Regions from separate parts of the Hordeum vulgare genome. Here region 2 is linked to region 1. Evidence: chromatin contacts called from public Hi-C data. All regions are on one chromosome and are shown on one strand. The core of a region is the stretch at or near the end of the contact, and the rest is flanking DNA. Distances in the headings are between cores, read along the strand shown. Region 1 holds the start of LOC123399930 (GDP-mannose 3,5-epimerase 2). Region 2 holds the start of LOC123399943 (probable hydroxyacylglutathione hydrolase 2, chloroplastic).

The links. Hi-C and Micro-C count contacts between places; a contact is called where the count stands out from the background.
Region 2: a contact with region 1 is called in a Hi-C map of seedling, with 3 times the contacts expected there. The contact joins the promoter of LOC123399943 here to the promoter of LOC123399930 in region 1. A contact is called at or near these places in 3 of 6 Hi-C or Micro-C datasets (leaf and seedling).

What each region holds. Positions count from the first base shown.
Region 1 is chr5H:492,619,544-492,624,913 of MorexV3_pseudomolecules_assembly, reverse strand. LOC123399930 (GDP-mannose 3,5-epimerase 2) reads right to left here and starts at 3,160. Exons shown (of 7, transcript XM_045094320.1): 1 at 3,052-3,160; 2 at 1,964-2,359; 3 at 1,102-1,195; 4 at 773-902; 5 at 548-680. The coding sequence starts at 2,358.
Region 2 is chr5H:492,898,676-492,904,045 of MorexV3_pseudomolecules_assembly, reverse strand. LOC123399943 (probable hydroxyacylglutathione hydrolase 2, chloroplastic) reads left to right here and starts at 2,597. Exons shown (of 8, transcript XM_045094333.1): 1 at 2,597-2,813; 2 at 3,224-3,409; 3 at 4,281-4,484; 4 at 4,930-5,053. The coding sequence starts at 2,742.

The DNA of each region.
Region 1 (5,370 bases), core at 1,911-4,410:
GAACTTTATAATTTATTTATTTATGGTAGGATGAGAATGAAGATTCACTGGTTTAACATGATACTCATTAGGAACACATGTGTAGTATTTTGATAAGAATAGCCTATACATCACAGAATTTGCAATAGAACTTGTGACACTCCCAAAAATAAATGAAATCACTGCCAGCTTTTGGAATACTTGTGAGATAAAATTGTTCGCTGGGCCATCACAATCAATTAAGAAATTAATCTACTAACAGGTGGTTGTCAAATTGCAATTCTGTCGACTGGGAATCAACATTTCATATGAAACTTTTAAGTCTCAGGAAAGCTAAAACAATTGATGCTTCCCTTGGAAGTTAGAACTAAAGCTGCAGCCCATTAATTGTGATCTCAGCACAACTTGTCTTATTATCCACACTAGATAGAGCAATTCATGCTAAATTTATTTGATGCTAACATAAGGCATGCAAAAGCAAAAAAGTAGGACGTACCAGTACTAGATTTGATAGCAAAAAATAAGAAATACTAGACTAGATAAACATAAGTTGGTAAAAAATAAATACCTGAGGACACCCTCCACACATTCATCAATAAATGTGAAGGATCTAGTCTGCAGACCATCTCCCCACATCTCAAACCGGTCAGTGGAGGTTAGAGCCTTTCTGCAGAAAGCAGCAGGTGCCTTCTCCCTTCCACCTATATAACCAAAACAATTGTCAAACTTCAATAGCTAGCTCACCAACACATTAAGAATAACACCTATATACTACTACGAGATAAAATCTTACCCTTCCATGTCCCATATGGACCATATATATTGTGAAAGCGACCAACCCGGCACTCAATGTCAAAGTCCTTTGTGTAGTGCTTGCACAATTCCTCAGTGGCAAGTTTCTCCAAGCCATAGGCATCTTGAGGCTAAAGATAAGGCATTGCGGAAGTTAGTGCTATTTTATCACAATAATTAAGGTGTTAGTTCGTACTCCCTCCGTTCTAAAATAAGTGTCTCAAGCTTAGTATAATTTTATACTAGAGCTAGTACAAAGTTGAGACACTAATTTTGGGACGGAGGGAGTATTTCATAAAGAAACATATATGAGTGCTACAGTTTTCAAACCTCTGCCGGCCAAGCATCCGCCTCCTTCAAGCTAACTACAGTTTCCAGCTGCTTAAATTCAGGGTAGATGCAAGCACTCGAAGCATAAAAGAACCTGCAGGGAGGAAATTGAAGTTCATTAACATTTGGCTTGAGTCAACTGTTAAGGTTACTGTTTTGCTGTTGCAATATGGTTTCCTTCCTTCCATCTGCATGACTAAACAAAACTGCAACTTTCTGCATTAGGTCAAAATTATTGTAGTTGAACACATATTCTTCTTTCTTGTGATTAGTGCGGGACAATGTTTTGAAGGATCATTTTTCTTCATTGCTTCTAAGCTTACCAAACCATTACATATTAGTTAAATATGATACTGGTTATGTAAATGAATATTGCGAGATAAAAGGTCGGGGCAGATAAGATGTTGTTCAAAGATTTTAACATTTTCTGGTCTTAACGCCAATGTAACAAAGAGTCGCTACATCAACCCATCATATTGCAAAAAGTAACCCAATAAAAACTTGCCCCTATATGGGCCCATTTGAACGCTATCTCAGCAAACATAACCATGATGCATAAATAGGAATTCTACTACTTTTCCCTAATAATGTACTTAATGTGGAACATTCATTTCTCCATATCCATGAACTGAACAAAGATGTTGATAAGCCCCCTTAATTATACAAGAAACGGACATACTGCTGCCTAATCCACAATATATGTGGAGTTTATGCATTTATAGGATTTTCTTTGGACAGACAGACCTAAACCTTTGTCGAAAAAAGACAAACCTAAACAGACAATAACAGTTAGCATCTTATATAGCTTCCCCAGATGAAAAAACAAGAGGTCCATAGAAGCTAGTACTGGATGGATTGTTACCTCTTGACACCATTGATTCTACCAGCCTCAAGCATGTTAAAGCTGATCATAGTGTTGTTGTACATGATGACAGAATGGTTGGACTGGATGAAGCCCATCCCTCCCATATCAGCTGCCAGATTGAAAACATGGTCAACCCCAGTGGTTACCTTGAGGCAGTTGTCCATGACCCTCAGATCAGCAAGGTGAAACTCATGGCAGAACATATCCTCTTCCATGTGTTCGTTCTTCTTCCAGTCAGAGGCGATGATGTAGTGCCCCTCGCCCTTGAGGCGCTTTGCAATGTGGGAGGCTATGAAGCCGCCAGCTCCTGTAATCGAGATCCGCAGCTTCTCGAATGGCCAATACGGCTCCTTCTCCAACTCGGCGTACGTGTACTTCTCGTTGAGCGCCATTCTACAAACACGCAAGTTAAAAGCTGTAAGATGGCAACCAAATAGCATAGGACCGCAACCTCTTACGGCGAACAATAACATCTCTCTTATACCAAGCAACCGATTTCGACAACTAAAGGCGTAGAACTTGTTTGTAAACGTGGTGCAAAATGTACCTAGTAAAATCGTGAGGCATAATCATGTAAGTATATTCAAGATATGTAAAAGTAGCTGAACGGACACATTAGCAAAAACATTTAATCATTGCATAGCGGACGGGTGACACACCACCTGACGACTGACTGATGAAGCCGGGTTCAAATGAGCATCCATCACACAAGGCCACATGATGGCCAGCGGACTGCTCAACAACAGCAATAATGGACGAATGACTAGCTAAGCTGACTGCTTAACCAAAGCAATAATAGACCGCACGAGCAGTTCCCTTTCTTCCAAGAAGGGACAACAAAAAATCCGCCACCGACAAGCGCTTCATCATCCCCGCCACCGACAGCGAGCGCCGGCCACCCAGTGCCCGGCCCCACCAGATCTACCGACCCCGCGCCCATGCTCGCCGCGGCGGCCGCGCCTCCCGCTCGCCGGGGCGGCGGCTCACCGACGCATCGCCATGGATGGCCACGATTGTGCCTCTATGTCTCTCTCCCGCAGGTCAACCCCTCGATCTGAGAATGAAAAAATGGCAGGGGGACGAACCTGTGAGGGAATCGGGGAGCTGCTGGAGGACTGTTTTTTCCGTTTTCTCCCCCAGAATATTCTGGGTACCGGAGAGGAAAGGATGATGAGGGGCATCTGGTCAGGCTGACGAGCTCGGTTACTTATAGCCCCCATATGGGCCGGGCCGGGCCGGGCCGGGCTTTAGATGGATCGGATCGTCACTTGGAGTCAAGCTAAGCTCTTTTGACTTTGAGCAAGATTGTCTCAAAGAGAGAGACTTTGAGCAAGATTTACGATTTACTCAATCATCAAAGTCGCAAACACCCCTCATTCATTCACATAGAAAAATGTTCATCTATATATTTGCCTAATGGGATGAGTAGGGGCCTACGAGCTTGAGCTTTTCTTAAGAAAAGAAAATAGGGGGCAGCACCCTCTCATTCATTCACGTAGAAAAATGTTCATCTATATTTGTATAAGAAAAAACGGATTCAAAAACCATCAATTCATGTTTCTAAGAAATTGGTTTATTACAATAGAAAAGGCGGAGAGGAAGCTCTCCTTTTTTTTGCGAGGAGAGGAAGCTCTCCTTACCAAAAAAAATCCACACATGTCACCCCAACGACCTATGTTGCTTCGGTGACGAGCAATCGATATGTTTAGCATGCAATAAATGGTATACCAAATATCAATAACAGCGATAATCATATAATTACCATGTAATTAATATCTTCCTAATATTATGGTGCAATTAACATTCTACCAAATATTTCACACACAAATTATTTTTACCAAATATTAGCATGCAATTGATATTCTGTCAAATATTCCTCAAAAACTATATTCTGCCAAATATAAGCATGCAATCAGTATCCTACCAAATATTCCTCAAACTATATTCTACCAAATATTAGCGTGCAATTAATGTTCTACCAAATACTCCTCAAAAACTATATTCTACCAAATATTAGTGTGCAGTTAATATTCTATTGAGTACTCCATAAAAAATAATTTCTACCAAATACTAACGTGCATTGCACATATACATTTACTGGTTACAAATAATGGTCCTGATTTCATCATATGGTTCATTAGACCAACTAGATGATAATCCTCGCATTAACGTGGTAATCCTGTTAAATGAAATACATAATTAGGCGTGAGAATTCTAAGAGGTAAGTTTTAAAATGGTAAAGACTTCATGTCGGCTACAAAAAGAAGAGGATCGTCCCATACTTGTTGTACCATACTAACAAGGAAGCTCATCGGTCGATTCTAAATAAGAGAGTTGGTGATGGTGAATCAATCAGAATATGGGAGGACATGTCGATCCCTACCAACTATTCCTACAAGATCATAGTAAAACCTCCTAACTCTAATGTTAATAACGTCGATCAGATTCTTGATGCCACCAACAAATATATGGGATGAGGAGATTGTCAGAGCTAATTTGCTAGGTATTGATGTTGAAGCTATCCTACATACACTAGGCATTTTTGGTGACATCGGCATATAAGTTGCTTATTAAGAAACAATGGAGAATGGTTCTCACTTCAAGCTCGAGTAATGGGTATAGTATGGCATGGAAAATCTTATGGCGGATGGAGGTTTGACCCAAAATGAGGTGTTTCTGGTGGAGGGTTATCCACAACTTTGTTACATGTCATGCAGTGCTGCTTCGGGATTGACGCATTGAGAAAATCTCGTTCTACGAGGATTGTTGGGTTGAGGAGAGTACATATCATGCCTTATTCACATGCCCATGGGCTCGCATGTTCCGGGAACAGATGGTGACATGACCTGGGATTAAACTTCCCAAGCTTCATCCAGACTTGTGGACACTTGATATGATACAGGGAGGTAAGGTGGACTAAAGCTTGACGTGTATGATTTTATGTAGTGTGTGACCAGTTTGGTTTGAATGGAATGCAAGGAGGCATGAGGAACAACGATGCTCGGTTCCAAAATCTGCTAAGTGAGCAATTGATATCGTAGCGGAGTTAGCTCAGATTGGAAGGGAGCAAGAAAAGACTAACATTCAGTTCCAAGATTGGCGGAAGCCGCTAGACGAACTATTCTCAAACTTAATGTGGATGCTCGATTTGTTGAAAGTGCAGGTCATGGAGGTATCGGTTGTCTCATCTGCAATGCAACTGGAAACCTTATACGGGCACAAACCATATGGTATGATTTTGCTACTTCTTCTAGGTTGATGGAGGACATCGTCTGAGATGCAATTTGACTAGCAAATGATATGGGATGGCAGCAGATTGAGATTGAGAGAAATTCTGTGGAGGTAGTAAATCTTTGGAAATCATGGACTTTTGAATGGCCTAATATTGCATGTGCTAGCAGGAG
Region 2 (5,370 bases), core at 1,348-3,847, 280 kb before region 1:
AATTGGACGGAGAGTGGCGGGGAATGGAAGAAGAGAGTGGGGGATTTTGGCATGAAAACAATGTGTAATGCTACAAAAGCGGCGGGGGGGGGACCTTCCTTTGGGTGGGCCAGGGACAGAAGGTGACGTTTCGCGTGTCCATACTCCCGTAAAGTCCCCCATGTTTGTCTCCAGTTTGCGAGAGAAAACACGTCTGCACCACACCGCAGACCGATACATGACCACATTGGATGGGTTCCGCAGTCCGGATAGCGCAATCCGGTGGTTGCGGGATGTTTGTGGATCGGCGTTGGAGATGCTCTTAATGGCAAAATATAATTTTTCCTCCCATCTAAGCAATCTATTTTTATCTTCCTTAAGGGATTTGTGCATGACTTGGCCACAACCCCAGCACTACACTAAACCCCCAGCACTACACTAAACTCTGTCAGTGATGGTGTGCAATAAAACACTTTCAAAACTAGGTGTAGAGGTTGCTTGTGTCTTTCTATTCTTTTTTTGGCACAAAGGACCCAAATATATGATATACTAAAAAGGTTTGTAAAAAGTAAAAAGTATTCTAAACATAATAAAAATTAGATCGAGGATCATGCATGACAAAACGACTATTGCCGCTGCCAGAATGAGCCACCGACAAGTCAGTGTCGCCGGTCCTCTATCGAAGTCGGCTTGACCTAATCGTTGAAGCCCATGAAGTTTTCATGCACGTGCCCCTAAGGACCAGCGCCCTAGAGCCCTTATCGTCGGCATTGAACCTTTGAATTGATCTGAAGTGCCTAACATCAAATCTCGCGGGCACACACGCACAACGAGAAACCCTAACCTCACCGCCCCAAAAAGACGACATGAATCTACGTTGTAGCTCCGTCAAATCCATCTCAAAGGACGAAGTCGAGGAGGATCAAAGCCCAGAAGACCAACTCGAAGATGAAGCGCCGCCATCCGCCGAAACGCCGCCCCGATGAGAAAACCCTATAACATAAATTATTAGCCGAAACCGAGGCATCGGGATCCTCATTCATGCCACCCGCTTCCTAAGCGGGAACGGAGAGGGAAGGTGGATCCATGGACTCATCGGCGAAGTTTGGAGGGGATGAGTGCCCTAGTGTCCGGAGACGGGGGAAACATAAACCCTAACTTTGGGGCATAGAGCACGTGGCCTACTCGCATATTTATTTAGGGGTGCCACAATGGCGAGATGACTAGTGATACGCCATTAATAGGTCAGGCACATGAATATCCCAGGGTCAAGTTGTAAATTTTATATTTCTGGGCTCTCTTGTATACATGTTTAACACACCTAGCTAGCCTTGTGTTTGTCTCTTGGAGTCACCACCATTTGCTTGCTATAATTTACTCCGACGGTCCTCACTTAGTTGACGTTCAAACAGATGTATCTACGCATGTTTTAGTGCTGGATACATTCATTTCGAGCGACAACTAATTTCGGACGTTGATTCCGCACACACTTGAATCGTTTTTCTCTCGTTGAGGCGAAGACCCAGGCGACTCTCGACTAGGGTTTCCTCAACCTCTCGCCGACACTGCTGCTGGTCTGCTTCGTCTCCTATGGTCCTAGGACCATGGAGGCACGACAGATCCCGGTCCTCTTAGGCGAGAAAGCTTCGTTTTTAGGTGTTTTTTATCTATTCAGGTTTTGTGCCATGCTCAGGGAGACGAGGCGTCGACGACCTTCTGAAGATGAAATAAGGTTCCTCCCGTCCAACCCTCGTCTTGGTGGTGCTTGTAGCGTCGTTGGAGGGTGTGTGGAGGTGTCTCGGACAGATCTCATATGATTCGACCAGCGTGTGTCTTTGGTGGATCCGTTCGGATTCGGTCTTTTTGCGCCCTTGTGTATGCAATTTGGATCATTTTAATCTACAGTTTTCTTTTATCGATGAGATTGTTATCCTGATGCGATGGTCCTACCAAATCTTAGCACAACGACTTCATAATTGTCTACTGTAATAAGTTCTGTTGTATCTCGTCTTGCGGTTTTGCACGAAATAACGAAGAAAAGCAACGCTCGACTTTTTTTGGTTGTAAGATAGCACGAGCCACATATGAGCAGCAATATGCACATATGTACTTACATACTTTCTTCGTCTGAAAATACTTATCATCGTAATGGATCTATCTACATGTATTTTAATTTTAGATATATCATTGTCTTATATTTATGCGACAAATAATTTTAGACGGAAGAAGTATTTAACGTAAGAAAGCGAACGTTCGAGTGTCCGTGGAGGAACTCACCCGGTGCCTAAATATTTCCTCTGCCAAGAAAAAACGTAAGCAAACTTCCGTGTGCCCACATAAAATACGCGCTTCGGCGTCCAAGGCCCCCACCAACTACCGCGGCCGTACGCACTCACACGTCACGCGCGCATGCCGCCGACGACCCCGCCCGCGGCCCGCCCGCCCGATCCGTCGATCCCGCGACGGACGCATCCCCAGGCGCCACGTGGGAACCCCGCCGCGCAGCAGAGAAGCCCCCGCTCCCGCGGTGGGCCCGGGCCCGGGCCCGGCCGAGACAGCACAATCACAGCCGGCCAACCTCCCCCCTCCCTTCCCCCCTCGCTTCTCCCCCACTACTACTACTTGCCTTCCCCTCCCCGTCTCTCTCCGTCCCTCCCCGTCTCCATTGCTTTCTCCGTTCCCCCGCACCCCCACCTCCCCCACCGCCGCGCCTCGTCCGCGGGCGGCGACGCGACGCGACGCGACGAGAGCAGGCGGCAGGAATGCGGATGTTCTCCAAGGCCTGCTCGCTCGTCGTCTCCTCCCTCCCGCGCTGCTCCTCCTCCGCCCCCGCGGTACGACACCTCCTCCCCCCCTCTCTCTCTTCAGCCTTCGATTCCTGCGGGGCCTCGCGGCGCCCGCTTGGATCTGGGCCGGGGCCCCTCGCCCGCCCGCCGGGGACGCGCTCGATCGCTGCTGCCCGCTGCAACAACCGCCTCGGCGTTAACGGACCAAGGAGGAGGAGCGGGGCCGGTGGGGCTTTTGCGATCCGGCCCCTCGGTTCCCGCGTTGTCGCCGAGGCGGCCCCGCAGCGCCCCTGTTTCCACCTAATTTCCTTCGATTAATTTATGCGGGCGTGTGCTGTATGACAAGCGCGCGGCGGGGGGTTGGTCTCGGCGATCTGGCTGTTCTAGCCGCGCGATCTGGTTCTCTGCTGTGGATTGCGTGTTCTGAAAGATACTGCTGGCTGCTGTTGTTTCTGCAGATTAGGGGGCAGCCGTCGTTGATACCGAGGGTCAGCAGGAAATGGCTCGGGAAGCCGCTCATGTACGGGATCGGCACGCTGCTGGTCATGCCCCTCAGGACGCTGCACGGGGTGGGCCGGATGTTCGGGGCCGCGCGCTACCTCTGCAACATGACCAGCGTCTCCTCGTCGCTGCAAATCGAGCTCGTGAGTGCACTGCAACTCTTGAGGGTTCAGTTCTATCCATACATCCCATTTTAGTCAATTGCTATTGAAACTTAGTGCAAGTGTTGTAGATGTTTGCCTGTAAATGTAAGCGTCTGTTCGCTGCATTGACTTGGGCGCATACATAGCAGTGAAATATAAGTTGGGCTGGTTTAGTTTCTTTAGGAGGCAATCAACAGTCAAAAGTTATTTATTGAGGGGGACTAGCTATAACCATTTCTGATGAGTTTCTCACAACCACATGTTATTGCTTTAACATGACCAGCATTGCTTTTGGAAAGAAACTATGGTCCATTCTCAACAGGAAATGGTTCACGTCTCTGAAAAAAACTTCCTCATATTCTTCTTCCACTCTCACTTATTGCTTTATTCTAGTTCATTTCTCTATCTTGCTGCTCTTTACCCTTTTACCTAACCACCACAATATATCTTCAACACGTTAGACTGCATCTTTGTTGCCAAACCTTATCAAGTGTAAGTGTACTATGGTGGGCCAGATGGTGTCCACTTCTCTTTAGTTGCTCTTCACCCTTCATGTTTGCAGTTTCTTTCAGACAGTGAATCTTTAGATTAAGGTCTGAGCAGCATTACTTGTATTTCTCGAAGATATAACAACTCTTCATACATACAGACTTTTTGTTTCAAGAGGGAATAGCATGATACTATGAGTGTGTGACTTGCACATTTTATTGCTCGCCGGATTGAAGATTGCTTTCATGCTGAACAAAAAAAAAAAAACCTCTGCTGTCTTTCCATCTTATGTATCCTATTTTCTGTGGATGTTTCTTGCTTGCCATTCATACCCTTGAACTTCGCTCTGCTGTTTCTTAACTATGATCTGCATCCTGTGTAGGTACCCTGTCTTCAAGATAACTATGCATACATCTTGCATGATGTGGATACTGGAACAGTTGGGGTTGTAGACCCTTCTGAGGCGGTGCCTATCATAAACGCATTGGAAAAGAGAAACCAGAACTTGACATACATATTAAACACTCACCATCACTATGATCATACTGGTGGCAACTTGGAACTGAAGGCAAAATATGGTGCGAAGGTATACAGTTGACTGCCTCCTTTGTTGTTTCTCTCATCCCTTTTATTGTTTTGAGACTGTGTGAAGCCATCAAAATGTGCACACTTATGATATAAAATAAGGCGGAATCAGATATTATTTCATCATCATTTTACTGTACCAGATATTACTGGCATTCCTAGCAACAATATATATGTACAATTTGGGCAGCCAGAATTTTGCAATGAAGTCAGAAGTTCAGTTCTTGAAATGGCTTGTCATTGACTTTGAGTGTAAATTGCTCTAAAGTAGTAAATAAAATATATGATGATTCTTTAGATTAATAGATGGAACTGATTGGCGCCAAGTTTATTTTCTAGCTTGCCATTATGTGTCCGCTGGATGCCTGTCACCGCAAACATCATAGATTAAGAGAGGAATAATGACATCTTCTGCTTTTCTTCTCTAACATTAATATTTTTACTAGGTAATTGGCTCTGAGAAGGATAAAGATCGAATTCCTGGCATTGACATAACTCTCAGCGAGGGTGACACATGGATGTTTGCGGGTCATCAAGTTCTTGTGATGGAAACTCCTGGTCATACATCAGGTGTGTAACTGCAAATTTCATTGTGTTGTATACTTGTATTGGGTTTGCTTTACAGGTGGCTAGTGAAGATTTTCTGCACCAGGTCCATTTGCCCCTGGTTGTTTTTAAAAACAAATCAAAAATTGCATAAGAAGTTCTCAGATAATTCTTAAAAACTCATATATGCGCCTTGTGGGAGGAAATGTGAACCTGCCAATTTCATGCCAAAGACTACCACTTGTGTGCTGAGCAAGAAAATAAGACCGGAAGGTCCAAAATAGCAGCCCTGACAGTACACAGTTTCTTTTTTCTGCCGAGAATAGTAATATTGGTGATTT